2 separate regions of the Mus musculus genome follow, and region 2 is linked to region 1. A link is a contact called in public ChIA-PET data. All regions are on one chromosome and are shown on one strand. Each heading gives the region's core, a stretch centred on a gene start, on an enhancer-like site or on the middle of the called end of the contact. The rest is flanking DNA. Distances are from core to core; before and after follow the strand shown. Region 1 has its middle 5.9 kb from the start of Gm34548. Region 2 overlaps Lrig2 (leucine-rich repeats and immunoglobulin-like domains 2).

Region 1 (5,146 bases), core at 750-3,249:
CAGCAATGCAGTGAGGGATATCCTGGGCTGGAATTAAAGGAATTTTTAAAAAAATTAAATTAAGCCAGTTGTTAGTGGTAGAAACCTTTGATCCCAGTACTCAGGAGGCAGAGGCAGGTGAATCCCTCTGAGTTTAAGACCAGCCTGGACTACAGAGTGAGTTCCAGGACAGCCAGGGATACACAGAGAAACCCTATCTCGAATCCCCCCCCTCAAATTAAGTAAATGATTAAAAATGAGGCTAACCATAGTGTCAGAGGGCCAGTTTGGTTTAAATAGTAGTGAGTTTCAGGACAGCCAAGGCCACAGAGAAATCCTGCCTCAAAAAATAAAGACAGAAACAAATTCGCAAAGAAAATAACAAAAGCCGGCCAGTGTGTCAGATACTTGTCATCCTAGCCTTTGCACGGAGGTTGGAGGACCAAGGGTCCCAGGCCAGTTGAACCGCATAAGGCTATGCCTTAAAATGGAGGAGAGTCGTTAACAAATCAATAAACTTAATCATAGGCCTTTTATTTGTGGTTCATGAGTCACAACAACACATCCTGGAGTTTGCCTTATAGAAAAGGGGTCTGAAGAAGTAGAAACAAAATGAAAAGCAGATTTGCTTGAGGCAGCAGGGTGGGGGGTGGATGGGTGGGGGGTGGGTGGGGGTGCTGTGGGGGGGGGGGTGTTCAATGCCAACAGCAGAAGAGTGACTAAGACTCTGATATGAGTTCAGTTCCCAGCATCAAATAATCAATCAGCCAATCAAAAGGTGGCACTCTTTAAATCCCAGAACTCTGGAGGTAAAGGTAGGTAGATCTCTGTTAGTTCCAAGCTGGCCAGGGCTGCTGCATCGTGAGACCATCTCAAAAACAAAAACAAAAACAAAAAAACAACAAAAACTCACATAGAAGCCGGGCGTGGTGGCGCATGCCTTTAATCCCAGCACTCGGGAGGCAGAGGCAGGCGGATTTCTGAGTTCAAGGCCAGCCTGGTATACAAAGTGAGTTCCAGGACAGCCAGGGCTATACAGAGAAACCCTTTCTCAAAAAACAAAAAGACAAAACAAACAAACCAACAAACAAAAAACAAAAAAACCTCACAAAGATAGGTTAACTGGGCTTGTACAGGTTAGCCCAAAGGGGATTTCCTATTCATAACAGCTAAACTGGCTTACTTGGAATTACAGCTATTTCTCTTTTTGCCATCATCATCATCGTCACTATCATCAGTGAAGGTTGGTAAACAACCTGGTTTTGGCTCCACTAAGCATGATTGACTTATCTTTGCCTTAGCTATGTGCCCAGTACCAATAGCCTCCCATAAATCTTAACGCTTGAAAGTCAGCTCGCATTCCCTCCGGTGGATAAATTGTCAAAGCCCAGTTGATGATGGGTGACTCTGGTTTTCTTGCGAACTTACTCTGGTTTTGTAATTTTGTTTTTGTTTTCCTTTCTTTCACTTCCTAGACGAAGCCCTTTCAGAGTGGGCAGGGAGACAGACACATGAGGAAATTCACTTCAGCAGGGCATCTGCTAAGCGTGGCAGGATTCCTGCTCCAGACTCTCAAAGCCTCCTATTAATGGAAAGAGCAGGTTAACCTGGTCTGACCGACAGGAAGCCACCGTACAGGAATAGGTGGAGTTCTGACATCCGGTGGGGACAGCTGGGGGGAGCGGATGGGGGAGGGGACACCTAGGTGTGCCAGGGGAGCCGAGGTAAAGCTAAGGTCCAGGGGGCCAGCGTGCTGGGTGGCTATGGGCCACACGAGGGCGCCGCACACTGCCACGTAAGGGCCTGAACTGTCTCTACGGAGCTATGTCGGAGAAAAGGCTTTGATGGGAAAGAGGGTGGGCGGAGACCATCCTGGGTGTCCAGCGACGGGCCCCTCTCTTGTTCCTTGAAGGTCGGCGTGAGGTCTCCCTGGACTTGGAACAGCCGCTGTTCAGGTCCTGAGGAATTAACGCCTCTGTAGATCAGGTCCAGCTGTGTGTAGGAGGGAGGATGTTTGCGGTCACTGGGGTGTGTTGTGTTAGGAATGACCGCAGTACTGGGGTGTGAGGGTGGGTGCGTGGATTTCTCCAGAGGTGTAGGTGGGAGGGAGTAGACAGTTTCTACTCCCAGGGGGCTGGCGCTAGTGTCTTCTAGGAGCAGCACTTAAGGCAAGATGTAGACCCCATTAGAATCAGACGATCTTCCCATCAGAGGAAGTCCCCCATTTGGAAACAGTCAGGATGAATGGTTGCTTTAGCTTGGCCAAGCTGCTGGGGTAAACGCCTCAAGCAGAAGCTGCATCAAAGCCTGGAGCCTGTCCAGCCATGCAGCTCAAGCACCCGGTGTCACCGAGATTTGTCCAGGGGGCACAGTGGAGATCTTGTGACCCAGGAAATAGCACTGGTCTTAGTTTAGATCAGGACATTTCCCCCTGAAAGCTGCGTGGGACAGTGGCTTGGAGCCCAGATTGGGGGGGGGGGGGAGGGATGGGAGGGGCAGCTGGAGGCTTCTGCCCACTCTCACCTTTGTCACCCAATAGCTACTTCACATGAGTCAGCTCTGCAGGCTGTACCCTGGCCTGAAGGCTCAGCCTGGGATTTGAAGGCATTAGAGTTGGTAGAAATTAACCCCCAGGATGTGAGCTTCGGGCTCGTAGGCTGAGGCTCTAGCAAGGGAAGAGGACATCCTGAGGACTGGGTGTAAGCAAGCAGAAACACGGGGAGCCTAGGCAATGCCCAGGAGGACTGCAATGGGCCAGGGAACACCAGGAAGGGTCAGTGTGAACCCAGGACTCTTGAGAACTCCAGTCGCTTCCTCTCTGCGGATCCAGACACCTCTACCATCCAGCCCCGCCCAGGCAGCTGCAATTCCTCAGCCAAATGACCCGAGACAAGAGTAAGAGGAAAACAGCTTTCTGAGCCTGCCTCTAGGGGAAAGAAGGACTATAAGAAGCAGGGATCCAGGACACAAGGTCACCGGGAAGCAGTCATGAATGTCAGGCGTGAAGGGGTGGAGATTTCAGGTCAGGGAGCTAAGGGTACACAGCTCAGTGACAGCATTTGCTTAAGAGGCCCTGGCGACAGGGTTCAGGCCTCACTACTGGAAAAAAGATTTTTCTTAGCTTATGCACAAATGGTCACGTGACATTGATAAGCAAGAGTGACTTAACCCAACACAACTCCAGTTTCACCAGCTGCAAAACTACCCTGAGGTGTTTGCAAATTTAGGAGTAAGGTAGGTAAAGGCATGCCCGTCAGGGCATGGTGATGATGGCTCACACCAGTAATCCCAGCACTTGAGAGGGTAAGGTAGAACCAATGTGGGTTTGAGACCAGCCTAACTACAGAGTTAGTTCCAGGTTTGCCTGGGCTAAGGGGAGACTGTAAACAAATAAAAAACAAAACAAAACAAAACAAAAATTTTATTGTCTTTCAACCCTAGGGGTGTCTGAGCCTTTCTCCTTCCTAACAAGTTGGCCTGGGCTCCAGACAGCAGACCTATAATTTGCCTGCACAAGTGTGATAAGAGGTCAATATTAATCTGGGTGTGGTGGTGCACACCCCAAGTCCCTGCCACTCAGGAGGTAGAAACAAGAGCCCAGAGGTTTGAAGGCCATCCAGGCAACATACTGAGACTCTGAAGAAGAGAGCGGACAGAAAAGAAAACTTTGAGAATAAGTGTAAGCCAGGTGTGGTGTCACATGCCTATACTCTCAACACTCCCAAGACTGAGGCAGGAGGGAATGTCTAATCTAAGAGAAGCCTGGGCTACACAGTTGGATCAAATAAACAAAACCCTCTCAAAAGACAAACAAATACCAGCGGAAGGATTCAGCAGGCAAACTCACTTGGTGCCAAGCCAACCCAGATGTGTAAGGTAGAAGAAAACTAACATAGAGTGTTCTCTGACCTCCACAAGAGCACACACACACTTACACAAACACACACTTAAGTAAATGTAATCAATTTTAAAAGAAATAAAACACTGGCCTAGTGGGAGGCTAGGAAGTTGGAGACTAGAGGAAGTACAAAGGCTGCCTGGATGGCAGAGTTCAGTTCAACCTGAGTAACTTAGCAACACATTATCTACATAAAAACCAAAGGATTAGGCTGGAGAGATGGCTCAGTGGGTAAGACTGCTCTTCCAGAGGTCCTGAATTCAATTCCCAGCAATCACATGGTGGCTCACAACCATCTGTAATGGGATCCGAAGCCCTCTTCTGGTGTGTCTGAAGACAGCAACAGTGTACTCACATACATAAAATAAATAAATCTTTAAAAACAAAAAGGATTTTTTTTGTTGTTGTTTTTGTTTTTGTTTTTTCAAGACAGGGTTTCTCTGTGTAGTTCTGGCTGTCCTGGAACTCACTCTGTAGACCAGGCTGGCCTCAAACTCAGAAATCCTCGTGCCTCTGCCTCCCAAGTGCTGGGATTAAAGGCGTGTGCCACCACTGTCCGGCTAATAAAGGATCTTAATTTTAATTTATGTGTATATCTAAGAAGGGGTCAAAAGAGGACACAAGATCTCCTGGAACAGAAGTGACAGGTGCTTGTGAGCTGGACATGGGTACTGGGAACTGAACTTGGGTCCTCTGTAAGAATCACTGAGCCATCCTTAGAGCTTCTCAAAAAATAAAAGCCTGGTGGTGGTGGTGCATGCCTTCGATTCCAGGACTTGAGAGGTAGAGGCAGGTAAATCTCTGTGAGTTTGAGGTCAGTCTGATCAACAAATTGAGTTCCAGGGTAGCCAGGGATACACAGAGAAACCCTCTCAAACAAACAAGCAAACAATTTAAAAGATGTAAAGGCCCAGAAATACACCTCCATTATAGAACACTTGCCTAGCATGTGTGAAGTCCCAGGTTCCATTCCCAGCACTGCAAAAGATAAATAAACAAAACAGTTTACTGTAACTTAGCTGGAAGTACAGCTTCGTGGTAGATGCTCAAGGCTTTGGGTTCAATTCTAGCAATAAAGATTAAAAGTTAAAAAAGAAGTTACTATAGTATCCTGGCAGTGGAAGGGTCTTCTTATCTCTGTGTTAATTGGAGGCCTCTAGGGAGAATGCCTGGGTTTGTAGGAGTGGATTTAATGGCTTGAAGCTGGGTTGAGGAAGTGAAGGGTCACGTGGGATGTTCCCCTTGTGGGTCTAACAGGAGGGCCATAGG
Region 2 (5,146 bases), core at 1,052-3,551, 210 kb after region 1:
GTGGTTACTTCAGTGGCTGGTGGATAACAATTTCCATCATTCTGTGAATGTAAGCTGTGCACATCCTGAATGGTTAGCGGGGCAAAGCATCTTGAATGTGGACCTGAAAGATTTTGTCTGTGGTTTGTATTTCTGTTTCAAATTTTAAAATTTTCTCTTAACTATTGTAACAACAAAATAAAGAGGATTACATTACAGACCAGGTTGTCCTGGAACTTTGATCTGCCTGTGTCTGCTTCAAGTACTGAGAGTAATGATGTGTGCTACCACACTGGCTCATACTATTTTTTTTTTATACTATTCCAATTACTTTTTAAGGCACAAAGTAATGTTACTAAATGAAGATACTGGTTTAGAATTTCTGTAGCAGCCTCTCTCAATCCATAGCGTTTTTATTTATGAATTCATCGTGCACTAGGCAGTCTTAAACCAGTTTTCACTTGTGTTTATGTATCCTGCTTGTATTCTTCACTATTTTAGTGTTGAAGCTATGTACAAAGTACTTTCAAGTCATGTATTTATTAGTATTCTCCATGAAAAAAAAATAAGTTTATATTCTCATTTTCTGTATTATATAGAAAGGATAATAGTTGTAAACATTTTATATATGTAGCATTATAGGACATAAATATATATGACATGATAGCATTAGAACTTACCTTGAAATTCTTATAGAAGGTTTCTCTCCATCACCCACTGGTAATGCATAGTAAACATGGAAGAGTCCTGAGGGATGGTGGAAGAGCACTAGGTGCTGAGGTCCAGAACCTGAGTTCTAGCACACCTTCTGTCACTGCCTGATGCCTTTGAGCAAGCTATTTGACTTCTGGAGTTCATCTTCCTCAGCTTTAAGCAAGAGATTAGACTCCAGCTCTAGAATCTCCTTCAATCTTAACATAGCTCCTGGGGCTGAAACATACATGGCTGGAGAGATGGCTCAGCGGGTAAGAGCACTGACTGCTCTTCCTGAGTTCAATTCCCAGCAACCACATGGTGGTTCACAACCATCTGTAATGGGATCTGATGCCCTCTTCTGGTGTATACTGCTACAGTGTACTCATATACATTAAGTAAATAAGTAAATCTTAAAGAAAGAGAGAGAGGGAGGGAGGGAGGGAGGGAGAGAGAGAGAGAGAGAGAGAGAGAGAGAGAGAAGTTTACAGTGTTACAGTCTTTGTTGTAAAATCAGGTTTGAGGTAAAATATGTAACTGACTTGGCCACTGTTGCATTTATTCCCTTTAGATGATTTTCTGAAGCCTCAGATAAGGACACACCCTGAAAGCACAATTGCATTAAGAGGTGTTAATGTGACACTGACGTGCACTGCAGTGAGCAGCAGCGATTCACCCATGTCCACCATATGGCGCAAGGACAGTGAGATCCTGTATGATGTGGATATTGAGAATTTTGTTCGTTATCGGCAGCAGGATGGAGAAGCTCTAGAATATACTAGTGTCTTGCGCCTCTTCAGTGTGAACTTCACAGATGAAGGGAAATACCAGTGCATTGTTACTAATCACTTTGGTTCTAATTATTCTCAGAAAGCCAAATTGACTGTAAATGGTAAGGAATTGTGCTACTGGACTTTTAAAATGCTTTTTTTTTTTTAATGTATTTCTAGAATAATCACCATGCCTGTCTGGCTATGCTGTTGGGAAAAAGTACTTTGAAGTATTTTTTACATCTAAATTATGTCTCAATTATAAATCATTTTAGATGTAAATTGACAAGAAAATTGGATCATACCCCAGGTTTGGAGGGAGCCCTTAGTGTTACTTTCTCGTGACTGTGGCACATGGAAGGGGTGCACTTGTGCCCACTGGCCTGCATTCTCCTTTGCCCTAGGAGATACTTGACTTCCTTTTCTGTTTGTTAAAAGACAGTCTTTTGTGGTCTCAGTTTCTTTCCAAAACCACAATTCTCAGAAAAGTATGATTTCCTTTCTCTCATACTGTTTACACTTGAGGGTGTTTAGGACATCTCTGGGTCTAGTCGTGTCTGTAGCTCTCTGGATATAGCCAAAATCATTTTGAAAATAAAGCTCTCCTGGTAGTTGTAAAACCTTTTCTAAAGCAGCTTGGTCTGTCTGTTACTGTGAGATTGAGTAACTCCTGTGCTACAGCAGAGCAATGTACGTGTGCCCTGTGCCTGTGTTTCTTTTTTTTTTTTTAACATTTCTAGCTCTGTTTTCTTTTTTTAAGATTTTATCTTATTGTTTTGTGGGTATTAGTGGTTTACCTTCATTTATGTTTGCACCACATGCATGCCTGGTACCCACAAAGGCCTACAGAGGGCATTGGATCTCCCAGGACTGAAGTATCAGACAGTTGTAAGCTGCCCTGTGGGTGCTGGGAGTTGGACCTGAGTCCCGCAAGAGCAACACCTGCTCTTAACCACTGAGACAACGCTTCAGCTGTACAACCCACTCTGATGTTTCCTAAATCAGGTTTAAAAAAAACATAATTAAAGAAACAAAACAAAAACGGGTTCTATTAACATCTGCTCTTGTTAGATTGGGAAGCATCACTTGATTGTCCTAAGTGAAAGAGGAATAATAAGCACCGAATTCTAAACTGTCATTCAAAAAAGCTTTTGGTTTTCTGATTTCCTTCTTTCCATCAGCATGGTGAATGGGTATGGCTTGTATTCTAGAAGTATTACTTTTCTGCACATACTGATGGGCTGGTAGGAAAGACTGTTGCCAACGCTGTGTTGTCAGTTCAGAGAATATGGTTTCTCAAAGAAATAGTGCATTTTACATCAGAATTCTGCCTGCTAGATTTGTGTCCATGTGTGTTTTCCTTTTGCCTACTTTCTCTGTACTGTTTTTGGAACAGAGATGCCGTCTTTTTTGAAAACTCCAATGGATCTAACTATTCGCACTGGTGCCATGGCAAGATTAGAATGTGCTGCAGAGGGGCACCCTACACCTCAGATTTCCTGGCAGAAGGATGGTGGCACTGATTTTCCTGCAGCCCGAGAAAGACGCATGCATGTCATGCCTGAGGATGATGTCTTCTTCATTGCCAATGTGAAGATAGAAGATATGGGAATCTATAGCTGCATGGCACAGAATATAGCAGGAGGCCTCTCAGCAAACGCCTCACTCACAGTGTTAGGTATGCTTTCTTTGTTAGGACTGCTGTTTACTGGAGCCTCTGAGACCTATGCATGGCTTAGAAAGGCAAGAAAAACAATTTGGAGGTTTTGGTTATTTTTTTTCCTTCCAAGTCAGGGTTTCTCTGCGTAGCCTCAGCTGTCCTAGAACTCACTCTGTAGATCAGGCTGGCCCTGAACTCAAAGACCCGCCTACATCTGCCTCCCAAGTACTGGGATTAAGTCTTGTGCCACCACCATCAGGCTTATGTTGTTGTTCTTATTTTTGTACTTTAGTCAGGGTATGTCAGCTGAAGGTGTTAGTGGGTTAAGTGACATACATCTTAGAACATTCCCAGGGCATAGATCTTTATAACAAGCTCCGGATCCCTTATTCTTTTAAGTTTCCCCTGTAACATTTTAATTCATATGTGTTTTCTAAGTGCTGGGATTATAACTGTGTGCCTTGTTATTCTTAGTTAAAACATGGTTCTTTATGTAACTCAACCCAAGGCAAATTATGCTGTCCAGGTCTCTGTTTTCTTAGACATCAGAGTTTTATAGGGCCATCTTCTCTTCCTCCTTTTCTTCCAACTTTTCTTATTCTTCATCTTCCTCTTCTTCCTCTTCCTCCTCTTCCTCTTCCTCCTCTTCTTCTTCCTCCTCCTCTCTCTCTCTTCTTTTTTAAAGATAGAGTCTCTCTATGATCCAGGTTGGCCTGGAGAACCCATGTCTTACAGGTGAGCCACTCTGACCTGGCTGTCAAAAACCTTTAAAATAAGTTTCTTAACTTGGATGCTGAGGCAGAAGGGTCAAGAGTTCTTGATCAGCTTGGAGTATATAGTTGAGAACCTGCCTCAAAAACATTAGAAATCCCCAGTGCTCACTCACTGACTTGTGTACCAGGCCAGTGGTGTGCTCACTCACACACTGGCATGTGTACCAGGCCGGTGTTGTGCCAAGCTAGTATCTTGCTGTGCTTTGTTTTCTTTTTTTTCTACTTTACTTACTTGCTAAGGTGCCTGGATGGCTGTAAACTATTATAGCCTGTATCACCACCGTCAGTTCACATTTAGATCTTTTCTGTTCTGAGTCTTTTGATCCTCATTAAACTGTACATTTCATCATACTTTTCATAGTCTCATTCTACAGGACTTAGGCTATACATTTCCTAACAGTATTTTTAACCTTCTCCCATTAGAGACACCCTCGTTTATTAGGCCTCTGGAGGACAAGACCGTCACCCGAGGTGAGACAGCGGTATTGCAGTGCATCGCTGGAGGAAGTCCTGCTCCTCGCCTCAATTGGACCAAGGATGATGGGCCACTCCTAGTAACAGAACGACACTTCTTTGCTGCAGCCAATCAGCTTCTCATCATTGTAGATGCTGGGCTAGAAGATGCTGGAAAATATACCTGCCTTATGTCTAACACTCTTGGGACAGAACGGGGACATATTTACTTAAATGTCATTTCATCCCCCAATTGTGACTCTTCTCAGAGTAGCATTGGGCATGAGGATGATGGTTGGACCACAGTTGGCATTGTCATCATTGTTGTGGTCTGCTGTGTCGTGGGCACATCTTTGATCTGGGTCATTGTCATTTACCACATGAGAAGGAAAAATGAAGACTACAGCATCACAAACACAGGTAAGTGGTACCCAGATGACACTTGGCATGTTCTTAAGAATGTAGGATTTAGTAAAACATAAAAAAAAGCTGGACTACTGTGATTGGTTACTTGGTAAGAAATGTTAGGAAGTGTTTCTGACAAAATATCTAGCTTCCTGGAGATAGTAGAACCTATTTGGGGAAATAGTCTTAAGAATTTGTGTATATGGTATATACTTACCCCTAAATTTACCTCCTAGAATTGTATTACAGGTATATTTTCTTGGTTGTTTGTTTGAGACAGAGTTTCTTTATGTATCCCTGACTGTCAGCACTTGTTCTGTAGATGAAGCTGGCCTTAAAGTCAGAGATCTACCTGCCTTTGCCTCCAAAGTGCTGAAATTGAAGGTGTGTGCCGTTATGCCCATGTTGTTCTT

What was found. ChIA-PET counts read pairs in DNA pulled down with a chosen protein or histone mark.
Region 2: a contact with region 1 is called in an RNA polymerase II ChIA-PET map of memory CD8 T cells, with 14 read pairs. The contact joins two enhancer-like sites. A contact is called at or near these places in 3 of 15 datasets of contacts at CTCF or cohesin (the NIH/3T3 cell line, large pre-B cells and pro-B cells), 17 of 484 Hi-C or Micro-C datasets (the C10 cell line, the C2C12 cell line, DN3 thymocytes and 13 more), 13 of 115 datasets of contacts at active chromatin or transcription factors (DN3 thymocytes, cardiomyocytes, embryonic stem cells and 7 more) and 2 of 9 other capture datasets (adipose tissue and liver).

What each region holds. Positions count from the first base shown.
Region 1 is chr3:104,672,199-104,677,344 of GRCm38.p6, reverse strand. No RefSeq gene overlaps it. Among named protein-coding and RNA genes, the nearest start is that of Gm34548, 5.9 kb to the left of the region's middle. Within about 2 kb of position 1,999, at least 184 of the 459 cell types and tissues checked have an H3K27ac peak or open chromatin away from gene starts, as enhancers often do. A contact at or near this core is called in memory CD8 T cells, where this site is marked.
Region 2 is chr3:104,463,461-104,468,606 of GRCm38.p6, reverse strand. Lrig2 (leucine-rich repeats and immunoglobulin-like domains 2) reads left to right here. Exons shown (of 18, transcript NM_001025067.2): 12 at 1-122; 13 at 1,244-1,564; 14 at 2,839-3,120; 15 at 4,299-4,748. Among named protein-coding and RNA genes, the nearest start is that of Lrig2, 46 kb to the left of the region's middle. Within about 2 kb of position 2,301, at least 11 of the 459 cell types and tissues checked have an H3K27ac peak or open chromatin away from gene starts, as enhancers often do. A contact at or near this core is called in memory CD8 T cells, where this site is marked.